2 separate regions of the Mus musculus genome follow, and region 2 is linked to region 1. The links are chromatin contacts, called in public HiChIP or PLAC-seq maps. All regions are on one chromosome and are shown on one strand. The core of a region is the stretch at or near the end of the contact, and the rest is flanking DNA. Distances in the headings are between cores, read along the strand shown. Region 1 overlaps Bfsp1 (beaded filament structural protein 1, in lens-CP94). Region 2 overlaps Snx5 (sorting nexin 5).

The links. HiChIP or PLAC-seq counts read pairs in DNA pulled down with a chosen protein or histone mark.
Region 2: an H3K4me3 HiChIP or PLAC-seq map of the 230-238 cell line shows a contact between it and region 1, with 10 read pairs. The contact joins two enhancer-like sites. A contact is called at or near these places in 6 of 39 promoter capture datasets (the 3T3-L1 cell line, 3T3-L1-derived adipocytes, the C10 cell line and 3 more), 1 of 15 datasets of contacts at CTCF or cohesin (large pre-B cells), 4 of 484 Hi-C or Micro-C datasets (the 63-12 cell line, bone marrow-derived macrophages, cerebral cortex and 1 more), 13 of 115 datasets of contacts at active chromatin or transcription factors (the 230-238 cell line, acute myeloid leukemia, bone marrow-derived macrophages and 9 more) and 3 of 9 other capture datasets (adipose tissue, embryonic stem cells and liver).

Annotation. Positions count from the first base shown.
Region 1 is chr2:143,836,612-143,843,335 of GRCm38.p6, forward strand. It overlaps Bfsp1 (beaded filament structural protein 1, in lens-CP94), which reads right to left. Exons shown (of 8, transcript NM_009751.2): 5 at 5,063-5,170. Among named protein-coding and RNA genes, the nearest start is that of Bfsp1, 23 kb to the right of the region's middle. Within about 2 kb of position 4,485, at least 31 of the 459 cell types and tissues checked have an H3K27ac peak or open chromatin away from gene starts, as enhancers often do. A contact at or near this core is called in the 230-238 cell line, the 63-12 cell line, memory CD8 T cells and 1 more, where this site is marked.
Region 2 is chr2:144,245,320-144,251,888 of GRCm38.p6, forward strand. It overlaps Snx5 (sorting nexin 5), which reads right to left. Exons shown (of 14, transcript NM_001199188.1): 14 at 4,804-5,913. The coding sequence ends at 5,863. Among named protein-coding and RNA genes, the nearest start is that of Gm26165, 13 kb to the right of the region's middle. Within about 2 kb of position 2,187, at least 129 of the 459 cell types and tissues checked have an H3K27ac peak or open chromatin away from gene starts, as enhancers often do. A contact at or near this core is called in the 230-238 cell line, the 63-12 cell line, memory CD8 T cells and 1 more, where this site is marked.

The sequences.
Region 1 (6,724 bases), core at 3,235-5,734:
GCTGTGCCCTTCAATACAGTTCCTCCTACTGTGGTGACCCCCTAGCCATAACATTATTTCTGTTGCTGCTTGACAACTGTCATTTTGCTACTGTTATAAATCATAATATAAACATTTTTGGAGATAAAATAGCTGCCAAAGGGGGTTGTAAACCACAGGTTGAGAAGCGCTACCTAGAAAATGGTGAAGAAAATTGAAATCAGGCAGCATACTAAGTATCCTTGTCCCTCCTGTGGCAAGACTAAGGCAAAGATGTGGGCCATAGGCATGTGGCCCTGTGTAAGAACAGTGGCTGTCAGGGCCTGGACCCACCACAATTCTGTCACAGTCAAGTGAGCCATCAGAGGACGGAAGGATCTAAAGACCAATGGGAGCATCACTATTTGAAACCTCTGACAATAAATGGGTTAATTTAGGTAAAGACGATGATGATGATGACGATGACGATGATGATGATATATCCAGCATGTTGGCTTTGTGGGTAAAGTTTCTTGTTACCAAGCCTAACAACCTGAGTCTGAGCCCCAGGGCCCAAACAATAAAAGGAAAAGAATAGACTTGTGAGAGTTGTCTTCTGAACTCCACACATGCATGCACATATATGCACGAGTGAACACACACGAGAGAGAGAGAGAGAGAGAGAGAGAGAGAGAGAGAGAGAGAGAGAGAGAGAGAGGGGGGGGGGGTGTAAATGTCCTGTGTTTTGTTTTGCTTCAGGGATGGTGCCCTGATCAAGCGCTGATGCTGAATCTCACCACTAGATGGCGGTAAAGAACCTTGATGAAAAAGAGGTCAGGGCTCATCCTGTTTGCCAATCAATAAAACCGTTTTCAGGTCCTGTCAAGACACTGAATTGTCTGTCATTCCTTGTCCGCCTGGAAGAAATTAATCCCCAGGGGACTTGGGCACCTGTGTTTGGCTGACTTGAAGGAGAGGCCCCCAGCTCCAATCTCGGGCTCTGTTCTTAGAGGCATGGATCTAATGCCTGTGGAGCCGCCTGGAGGACTTGTTACGACAGGAGTTGCCAGGCCACAGCTGGTCTGGATGTACCCGTGAATCTGCACTTCTGACAAGTTCCCAGATGCTGCTGATGCTGCTGGGCCAGGGAACTTACCCTGAAGGTCCTAACCGGGAGACATTCTGGAAGCATCGAAAACCTTAACCAGCACCACAAAGTAAGTTATTTAAATTAATTAAATTAATCCTAATCACATAAGCCAAGGAGGAGGAGAAGGAGGAGGGGGAGGGGGAGGGGGAGGGGGAGGAGGAGGAGGAGGAAGAGGAGGAGGAGGAGGAGGAAGAAGAAGAAGAAGAAGAAGAAGAAGAAGAAGAAGAAGAAGAAGAAGAAGAAGAAGAAGAAGCAGAAGCAGAAGCAGCAGCAGCAGCTAAGAGGAGAAGTTGGAGGCAGAGGGTTAGACCCAGGACTTTACACACAGCGCTGGCGTGGAATAGCCTTGGGCCAAGGAATGCACAACCTCTTTGACTAAACAGGGTCCTCCCCACTATAGCCTGTCGGAATTGACTTGTACCAACCACACACCCGACACTGTGAGCAAGTTCTCCCATAAGATCCTCCAGCAGGGGCCCAGGTGGACTACACACACACACACACACACACTTTATGCCACCCTGGGAGACCCAGAACAGAGAGACCAACCTGCTTGCCCCACTCCCTGACTTACAGAACAGTGTGAAAATGAGAAAATACGCAGGAGCCACGTCACATACATGGGCTGTGACAACCCGTGAAGGTGGCACACCTGAGGTTCATTAGACCAATTTTTGTTATTTTGTTAGACCAATTTTGTTATGTTCAGTATTTTGTTACTGAACAGTCACCTCTCTGGATCCTAAGAGTCCCAATCAACCAATTATGCCTCTGCTGAAAAATATATATATATGTGTGTGTGTGTGTGTGTGTGTGTGTGTGTGTGTGTGTGTATAACCATGTTTGTCATCATTTCCTAAATAATAAAAAATAAAACTACTTATACCCACTCACACTATCCTGGATGTTATAAGTTGTTGGGGTTGAGTTCAAGGCTATGGGAGAACTTCATAGTTCACATACAAGCACTAAGCACTTTGGAGTCTTGAGCAAGTGTGATTTTCAGTACCTGTGGGGTTGTGAAGACTAATCCCCCTTGGATACTGACAAGCGACTGTACATGCCCTGCAGAGCATCATGGACGTGCACTGGTCCACTTGACCACAGTGTGGAAGCACTGTGCTTTCTGTAGAGGCCATGCTTCCTGTTTGCATTTTGCCTTCGTGCATAGCAGTGGTGTGGCAGCAAGCCATGACTGTATCAGCCAGGACACACCCTACACTCGACAGGGTGCTGTGCTGTAAGGTTGGGGTGTGTAATAGATAAGTGGGCCATATAAAAGCCATGTGCACCTCAGGTTACTTCAGCTTGCTGCAGATTCATCCAGACATGACCCCTCGAGTCAAGGACACTGGATAACATATGGATAACTATCTTTATAGAATTGGCTTGCTTTGAATAATTTTTTTTGCCTTCAACAACATTTTATGAGAAAGGATCCACAAACTTCACCAGACTAATAAAATCTAGGGACAGGGAAGGGAACCTAGAGGAGAAAGTGAGACCCTACCTTAGACACAGAGATAAACTGCTAAGTCTCAGTAGTGTCAGAGGCTGAGAACAGGACCTGACCCAACAGTTATACCTCATGTACTCAGAAACCAGGCCAAGCCTGTTGTTTCCCACCCAATGAACTATAACTAAGAGTTTGAAAAACATGGGTTTCCAGGACCATAACAGGCCTGCACCTGCTTCCTCAGTCCCATGCACACATGCACAATACACACATCCCACATGCAGGCACATGTACCCTACATCAATAGATCACACACTTCCTATACATATCATGGTTTTATAGCCATCAAAAATATGTGTGCACACAAAGAAAGACAAACAGTCTCCCCCCTCCCCCCCCCCCGCAGAACTAAAATTTTCCATGTGAGGCTAGGGCCTTGATCTTTTTAGTATCTAGGGCTGTGTTTTTCAACTTTGTCACCCAGACCACAGGAAGTGACATAGTTCACACCATAGGCCACATCATATGTGTGCATTTGAGCAAATACATGTGTAGTCAAAAATATACAGATACATTTAAGACAAAAGTTTTCCAGGATAAACTTTGTATACTTCTCACTGCCATGCATTCTGTTACTTCTTATTCCCAGCGCCATTGTGTTGCTTTCTTCTAATTTTTTATAAAGACTTATGTATTTACTGTACGTATATGAACACACTGTCACTATCTTCAGACACACCAGAAGAGGGCATCAGATCCCACTACCGATGGTTGTGAGCCACCATGTGGTTGCTGGGAATTGAACTCAGGACCTCTGGAAAAGCAGCCAGTGCTCTTAACCCCTGAGCCATCTCTCCAGCCTGCTTTCTTCCTTTTTTGTACCAGTCAATTCTACTGAATTCATTTTACACCTGGTGAATTTCAAGGAACAATTTGAAAACCACAGTCTCCAGAACCGGGACTGGGCCTACACCCACTTCCTCAGTCACATGTAAAACACTTACACCATACACACATCCCACGTGCATGCACATATGCCCTACACAGATAGATGAATAAGTCATACTTCATATGAACATCACACGCCACACATATACCTGACATTACACACCCCACATATACACATGTATATACACATACATGCACACATGCAGAGCCCACGCACCCTTCACATTACACATGCATGCAATATACATATCATACACACTTTACAATATACTCTACATACATACACAGCAAATACACTCAAATCACCTCATATACTCACACACTACCCACAGACCTTATATACACATATACGACATACACCACACACACTATATACATATCACACACACACACCACATTCTCTACATAAACATTTCTCCATCTCTCCCTTCTCCACTCCCCTCCCTCCCTCAAAAGAAACCACGGTCACTGAGAAGTATCTAGTCCCTGAGGCATGGTTATGTCCTGGGAAGAAGGCATTTTTAAGGCCTGACTCAATTTCTCTCCTGTGATCTTTCACTCAGGGGGCAACCACTGTTCCTTGTTGCCCCCTTGTTGTAGCATTGTCTTCTGGGACTGCTGCACAGTGAGAGCTTTATGAGGGGCCCAGTGGGGATGGAAAACAGGATGTCAGAAATGGTGATTAAATGAGAATCCAGTTAAGTTTTTCCTGATGCCCTGGACTCTGAACAGTAGGCCCTGAGTGTCATGACAACCCAGATGCCCCGGGTTTTACAGTCAGAATTTTAGATCTTTTTCTCGTTTGTTCCTTGAGGGTACCTGTCTACTAAATGCCAATTGATTGGTTTGGGATGTGTGGTTACCCAGCTGTAGGAAGGGCAGCATTTAAGCCCGACATTCAACGTCTCTGTGCCCATCTGCATGGAAATGAGAGCGTGTGAAGCAGTCAGGGCTGTGAACCATGAAACCCACAACTTAAAAGGAAACAGAACTGTGAGCCTCACACTAGCAGACATCTCATGAGAGGCGAACACTGGTACAAGCCAGCCTCCTGCCTCCCTGCGGGCACTCTTCCCAGACCATCATCAATTCCAAAGGAGAGACCACAGGGAGAGGAAAAACAGGGATGCCCAGATTTGAGTGAATATGTGGTTAAAACCCTGGTGTGTGTGTGTGTGTGTGTGTGTGTGTGTGTGTTTTCTAAATGTTAACAGGCTTGACAAAGGCAAAGTGATCCATGATGAGATGTGTTATTTTCCTTGGTAGAAGAGATGTGACTCAATGGAGACAAGAGAAGAGCCACCATGAGGCTGGGTGTCCACGTGTCCCTGTCTCCATCCCTGTCATCCTATGTCCCAGAACTCTTCTTAGCAGAATGCTAAAACACACATTCCGGGAAATCTCAGCCCAGGGCAAAGCAAGGTGTTTGTTCCCCTGCTCAGAATGCTGTGGTGCAGGGCACACGGGTGTGCTGAGTCTGTACACCACAGAACTGGACACCTCTGCCTTCATGTGTCGGTTCAATAAGATACGCCGAAGATGGATCATACCTGGGCCTGCAGCTCAGCTTTCTGTGCCTGCAGGTGGGTGACTGCCTCTCGGCCCTCCTCCAGCTGGTTCTGCAGGGCAGCCACTTCCCGTTCTGTGAACAGCTTCTCCTGCATGAGGAGGCCAGACTGAGATTCAGACAAAGAAGTGCAAAGATAAAAGAGACAATGAAGGAGTAAGAACCCTTCTTTGTATCCCCCCAAGCTCATGTGCCAATCCCCGATCTGCTAAGGCATTGGTGAGTGGAAACCTATGGAAGGTGATTAGGGTCATGAAAACGGAGCTCCGTTAGGACTTAGTGCTAATGAGAAGACGAAGAGGTAACGGAGACCTACCCCTGTCCCCCAACCACCACCACATGGCACACAGTGAGGAAGAATCTGCAACAGGTACCAATTCTGCCAGCACCTTGATCTTGGACTTCCAGTCTCCAGAGCTCTGAGCAATAAACTAAGGAGTCCTGTTCCAACTGCCCAAGCTGACCCAAACAGGCCCACAGTGGCCACTGTCTGAACCATTAACTGCTCAAGAGGAAAAGCTCAGACAACAAAGAGCAAGAGAGCCAAGCATAGACCTATTTGTGCCACAGACTGGCTAGCCAGACAGATATTTGACTTTCAAAGCCTCCGTTTTCCCTTTTGTGAAAAGACCACTGTGGAATGCAGATGCTCATTTGGCTAAGGGTTCTGTGCCTATGAAGATGAAAATCATTTTGTTCTCTGAGCCATCAGCTATGCCACAGTGCCAAGCAGAAACCATCTAGCCCCAAAAGGTGAAAGGCAAGAAGAGGCCTGATGAAGCCGAGACACTGATGATCAGTGGGGCAGTCCAGAAGGAAACCCCCTTCCAGCCTGTCCACAATCTGTCATGGCTTGCCTCTCCACCTATTCAAAAATACCAGTGATTCTTAAAGGCTAACTGTTCAGGAGCCCTGCCTGCAACACAGAGGACACTGCCTCAAAACCCTAGAAACCCAAACCTGAGTCTATACCAAGTGCTTTCCATGTTCAAGCCACATACAGAAGGCAGCCCCTGCCCACCAATACCTCACAAGGAACTGCTATAGTGTAGATCTCCAGGGTTCGTGTGTTGAAGGCTTGGTCATTATCATATAGAATTGTGGAAAGAGGGTGAAGCCTTTAGAAGGGGGTCCTAGTGTGTGGGACCGTGAAAGGTAGCCTGGTCCCCGGTTGAGCTAAGGCTTGAAACCCCAGAGACCCTGAAGGGAAGGTAGGTATTTCACCGGTTACTGGGCACCAGGCCCCTGTCACTTGTCATAGCTCCTAATAGATTTATGGCCATAGGTCATGTAAGGGCAATGCCCCAAGCCCCTCTACTTATAGAGGACGTGACCTGTGGTCACATAGGTTCAAGACAGATCTCCATTTTAATGAGGTACCTAGAGGACTGGAGGGCTTAGCCAATTCACTTTCCTTCCCAGACACTCCTCCCTACAAAAGTTGTTTAACCTCAGGCCCGCCCTGAGAAGTAGAGTATGGTTTTACTCATCCACTTTTTATTTATGACAATAAATATCTTAAAAACATGGACTCTCTTTTCTTCGGGATCCACCATGGGGAGCCAAGGAGAAGGCTTTGGCCTATAGAGCCACCGTCTAATCTCCCGTAGAAGGCCATTCTGTGCTCCTAGCCTCAATGACCAAG
Region 2 (6,569 bases), core at 937-3,436, 410 kb after region 1:
TATTCTTCGGGAGCCACTACAAAGGCACGGGAAATACCGTGTAGAAAATAAATAAATGCTAAACCACAATGGGAAGGCAGCAAGAAAAGAAAGGGCAGACTCCAGAGCCAGAATGCCCACACACAGCTCTGGATAGCTCACCTCCTGCTCCCTCCAACCCCTTTCCAACCCTGCGTACTTCCTCAAGAAGTATTTAAAAACGTACTCAGAGGAGCTGAGGACCTGGCTCAGTGGTAAAGTGTTCTCACCTCACATGTGTGAGTGGGTACTCAGAACACTGCGGTCTCCTGCTCTTACCACACTGCTCTTACGGGCTCTGCGAACCAGCCTCTCCCCTTGGGCAGCTGGCAGCAGGAAAGCTGACCAATCAAGCCAGAGACCAGCTTCTCAGTGGGAAGAGACAGCTGAGGAAGCAATGAAATTAGAGACCAGCACTGCGAGTAAATTACAGAAGTGAAACTGCAGGCCGGGAGCCTTTCATTAACTCAACCTGCTGGGAAGAGGCCCAGCTAAGGAGAAAGCCAAGGAGAAGGTTATTATATTCCTGGGAAAGAGGGGAGATGATTGGGAGTCCCATCAAAGCCTAGGGGTCCATACCTGTCTGTTCAGGTCCTGTCCCTCACTGACTGACCCCAAGGGAGAGTCCTAGATGTAGCTGGGATCTTGGGTCCTGGGGCCTAGTCTCTCCACCTCATCTTCCTCAGCTGCAAGATGAAGCTGACCTATCCCAACTCGTTGGAAGTGACACACTGAATGAACCAAGTAGTCTCAGCCTTGACTTTAGCTCACAAGAACATGCGTATCTCTTATACTATCAACCCTGCAGACACACTGGTGCCCATCTGTAATCCCAGCACTGGGGGAGAAGGTAGAAGCCTGCTTGGGCTACAAAGCAAAACTCTGGCTCAAAACCCACCAAATTATAAACAATAAAATGCCAATACCCAAGCTGTCTCCACTCCCACTGAGATATAGGTCTTTAAGGTTGGGAAGGATTGGAGGCCCTGATGCATGAGGGGCCTTAGGAACCTGAGACTGTGGTGAATATGAAATGTGGGTGGGGCTGACAGCAGGGAGTGTTGAGGACTTCCAGTTCCATTTGCTGAGTATAAGCCACTGAGCAGCAGGTGCCTGAAACCAGGACCGTTGCATTACGTCAAGCCCATCTGGACAGAGGTCAGATAGGGCTGAGTGGAATGGTCTGGCTATGTCACTCAATGCTAGGGGCTTTAGTTAGGAAAATATAAACAGCCTAGGATTTCAGTGTGCCTGGATCTGGCACTGGGAACATAGCTCAATGGTTGGGCATATAATCAACAAGCATAAGGTCCTGGCTTTCTAATCCCTAGTGAACACATGTATGCATGGTTATGCATGTGCACATGCCCACACACAGTGCACATGTGCCCCCAAATTAAGATGTAAACTAAGTTTTAAAAAATGAACTTGGGGCTGGTGAGATGGCTCAGTGGGTAAGAGCACCCGACTGCTCTTCCGAAGGTCAGGAGTTCAAATCCCAGCAACCACATGGTGGCTCACAACCATCCGTAACAAGATCTGACTCCCTCTTCTGGAGTGTCTGAGGACAGCTACAGTGTACTTGCATATAATCAATAAATAAATCTTTAAAAAAAAAATGAACTTTAAACTTCTGTTCCTCAACTGGTGGTGGCGGTGCACACCTTTAATCCCAGCACTCGGGAGGCAAAGGTAGGCGGATTTCGAGGCCAGCCTGTTCTACAAAGTTCCAGGACAACCAGGACTATACAGAGAAACCCTGTCTTGAAAAACCAAAAAACAAAACTTCCATTCCTCAATTGCACTAGCTACCTTTCAAGTCCTCAGCATAGAAGTGACAGACTCACCAAATAAAACATACATGATTCCCAGCAAAAATTCAATCTCAGATCAAAGAAACAGTATATCAAATACTACATGAGAAATGCTAAAGAAAAATCTGGCTATTACCTAAAAGTCAAGATTGACAGTGTTTTGTATTTTACCCAAACCCCAGCATTCCCTCTAACAGCAAGGGACTTTGCTATGGAGACCTCAAGATGACTTGAAGCTGGGACTTAGCAGGGGACAGGCCTTCCCCATCTGTGGTTGGCTCCTCACTGAACTGCAGCTGGGCTCCATGAGGAAGTAACCCTAAAACGTGGTTTCCTCTGCTCTATACTTGGGAGTTGTCACTCAGCACCACCCCTTCATGGCTGGCACTCATGTCCCTAGAACACAGCCAGATTGAATGGAGTCCTAGGCTAAGCTGAAATCAGACTCCAGCCAAGTTGTTAGTGATGATCTATGACCTCACTTCCCTTTTAGCTCAGCCCAACAAGGGCCCTTCCAAGTAGCAGGTGCCCCCAGCTCTCGTCCCTAACAAGTGACAGGCAGTCTCATTCCTCCTATTCTGGGATTCACTGCAAGCTAGCAGTCTTCCGCAGGACTCAAGGAACAGGCCACAGTCAGCTGCACCCGCTCTGCACACGGCCTATGTACACACACTCTCATTGGCTTCTTCCCTGTCTCTACAGGATACTTTTCAGGCATCTATTCTTGCCAGACTTTCTGCCCTGTCTCTCATATCCCAGTCAGAATCCTTATACAATCAACAAATCCAAGGAGCCCTGAGGCCCTGTGGTAACTGCAGCTGGATTCAGCTGGACACACACACACACACAAAGCTGTCTCCAGTAAAGCTCTAAATTGCTTTGCAGGACCCTCCCTGAAGCAGCGACAAGGCAGATAGTAAGTACGAACCGAACTAGCCGGGCAGTGGTGACACACACCTTTAATCCCAGCACTCGGGAGGCAGAGGCTGGTGGATTTGAGTTCGAGGCCAGCCTGGTCGACAGAGTTCCAGGACAGCCAGGGCTACACTGACCTGGCAGCAGTTTGCACTCGCTGCTTTGGGCTATCCATCAGGAGTACAATTATTCCCTCCTATGGTTTTGCAACATGAAGGAACCAGGACAAGGACCCACAAAGCCCCGGGCCATTTCTAATTCCATTCAAATGATAGGAGACAAGCTGCAGTCAACAGTCCTAACAAGTGGCCATCTGCCCAGTGTTAGCAAAACATGTCAGGTGGAAACCTCTCAAAGAGATGCCCTGTCCCATTAATCAGACAAACTACTGCTCATGGGCAAGAACTGATAAACAATCAGAACTATCCTTTGCACAAAAACTAAAAATTCAAACAGTACCCAACAAACTTTAAAGGTTTGAAAGTCGGCAGAAGAATCTGTTCAAAAGCGCGTCTGGGAAAGCCCAGGGCCCCCCCCCCCCCCCCCCCCGGTTCAGTATACCCAACCCACAGCTGGAAGAAATCCAACACCCTAAGTTGTTTGTTTTGACCTGTGTGTGACACACAGGGCCAGGCCCACTCAGTAATATTAAAATATAATTTCCTAGGCCCTTGGAAACATCCCGGGAGTACTCCATGGGGAAAAGGGCAGAGGCAGAGCTCACTGGCAGGTCACTGGCCTAGTGTGTAACAACACCCTGGGGTGTGATCCTCAGCCTTCTCAAGGCACCTTCTATTCCAAGAAAGCAGTTGGAAACCAGAAACTGGCCCCCAAAGGGAAAAGAAGCCTGGGGATATTTGACTGTTGTGCTGTTCCAGTCAAATATGCAATACAAAGATGTATCTCAGCTATCCAAATCTGCAGGAAACATTGGGCAGCCCAGACAGGCAGAGCCATGTATTGAGGTACACTAGGTAGAGGTGAGAATGTCCCTGAGGCTCATTTTCAGCTCTGCTTCTCAGACAGGTCACAAGTCGTGGCTTTGAGTATTATTACCTCCCAGCTGCTGGATGAGTTACAGAACACAAGGGCCTCAACCAGGAAGGCTCTTGACTAGGAACTAGGCTTCCTACTACTCTAATGGTACTAGAGATGATTAGGTCATTTTTCCTGCTGTTATGATTGACATCTTAGCTAAATGACCTGAACACTTTGCAGGCCAAGACCGCCCAGTTTTGAACTAGGCTCTGCCTGCTCTTTTTCCTCTGCTGAAAATACCTTTCAATGGATATCCCACCTTACAGAAGACCCAGTTATCTCAGTCTCCAACACAGTGAGACAGGGGAGACTAACACAGGACTCACAGGGTGGAACAAGATTCACAATTTTTAGTTTGCTACTCAACATCAGTCTGATCTGGAACTGGGATACAAGCTGCCTCATGAGGGTGCTGTACACTTCAGCTCAATGGTCTAGCCCCTACAAATCTGTAGTCTTGTTCACGGTTGGAAATATAGAACTTGGACATTGTGGGCAAATGCAAAGACACAACTTTCCCAGGGATACCACTTGGGATTGGACCCCAAGTAGCCCACCTTTAAAGCCTCTTCCCTGCTCCTACACCACTTTGGGATGAGTTTGAGTTAATGTCTGGGATCCCAAGCACTCAGGAAGCCTTACTCTGAAGCCAGCTGAATTATGTTGACATCCTGTGAGAACCCACCCAATGGCAGCCTCGATAGTATAGGTATACTTATGGTTTCCATTCAGTCTGTGCCTGCTGGGACCAACCAAGGAACACTGCATAAACAAGTCTACCTACAACTGTGCAAGGGTTCAACCAACTAATAAGCTTCAGCTGGCTGCATTCCAGACAGGAGGTAGATCTAAGACCCTTACATGCAACAACCAATCTTGACAGAGGAACAAGGCCAAGGTATGATCACATAATCATGTGGCTAGAGTCCAGGTACCCACTACCACTGAAATGGAAAGTTGTGTGTGCCATTGTGAGCAGTCTAGGAGTGACAGGTAAGAAAACAGTCAGAAACCAGACTTTGTTGTGAAATCTTTTCTTAAATAAATCCAGACTTCCATCAATTTGTGCTATGGAATCAATACAAACAAACCAGTTTAGATAGGACCCACCCCCCCCCAAGTATTCATATACAGCAAACAGAGCCAAGACTCAGTCTTCAAACCTGGGACTGAGCCAGATATGTTGGTATACCATAACTGCAGAACTCCAGAGGCTGTAAAGCTGAGTCAGTGGAGTCCTGGGTTCAGAGCCAAATCCTGTTTCAAAGGAGTACTGAGGGCTAAGCACTGTCAATGGTTTGCACAAAGCCCTGGCTCAATCCCTAAGATGTTAGTAAAGGTTACAAGAGGGCAGCTAATGAACCCTTTCCACCTGTGGAGCTGCCAGCATTCTTGAGGTCTAGTTTTCTACAAAAGCACTCCATATGGTAACATGGATTATCTTTATTATATACTTTATAAAAACATCCAAAGCACAAACACACATGCCCCACCATCAGGGAGTGTCAGAACTCTAGATTCTCCTTTCTCTCAAGTATTTATATCCCAGTTACAAAAATGGAGCTGTAAAGGATGTAAAAAGACATATGAGATCTTCTTGCTTGTTACCGTACAAGCATCTGAAGTGATCTTGACAAGAGGGAGCAAAATCTACCTAAATAAAGAAGAGTGTCTGCCACCTGCCCACAAGCAGTCACTGTTTGCTGTAATTCACACCTGACATGTCTGTAGGAGCAGACACAGGAAATGTTCAGACAGACATGGGCCAGGCTATTGCTTCTCATTTCCAGAAGGCACACATCTCCATACCATTTCTTAGTAATTCCTGACAGTCTATAGGAGAATCTGTTAGATTCTACCTACTTTGAGGTATTAAATGCATAAGAAAAGGATTAGTTATGTCCAAGTAACATGCAATGAAAATATTTTTAAACCAACATGGTTAAGTGTTAAGATTTTTAGAAATCAAAATATTTATTCACATGATTTTAAACTAGTCAAAGCTATTTCTTTTGCAGTAATGATTTAAGTGCAAGTGATGCTGGCTTTCACATTGGTGTCCTTCAGAGTAGACAGGTCAGTTGTTCTTGAATAAGTCGATGCAGCTCTGCAACAGGGAGACGTTGTTCTAAAAGAAAGGGGGAGGGGGAAGAAATTAATGAAATAAACCCAGATACAGCTTTCTCATGAACTCTGAATCTGAAAAGTGACCAAACCAAGCTGACACTCTCCTCCATGAACCTCTAAGTTACAACTCCCTAGCACCACCCACATCCTGCTAGTCAGAGGGCTCCAGGCTAAAAATCCGGTGGCCTCTCCTTCTACAGCACCCCAATCCCAAATTGCCCTAAACACTTTGTTCTGTAATGTTGAAAACTGAGGCAGACTTGATGAAGGCCGCCTGTCCAGGTTGCCGCAGACTAACAATATTCTGAATAGGCTAGAAACTGCCAAAGACCCTTCCATGGATTGCTGTTACTAGACAACCAAACCTGTGTACTACACTGAGAACCCTTAAGCACAGGCATCAAATTCTTTTTTTTTTAATTAGGTATTTTCCTCATTTACATTTCCAATGCTATCCCAAAAGTCCTCCATACCCTCCACCCAAACCCCCTACCCACCCACTCCCACTTCTTGGCCCTGGCGTTCCCCTGTACTGGGGCATATAAAGCTTGCAAGACCAAGGGGCCTCTCTTTCCACTGATAGCCGACTAGGCCATCTTTTGATACATGCATCAAATTCTTAACCCACCGTTCAACTAAGAACCAAACATGTACCAT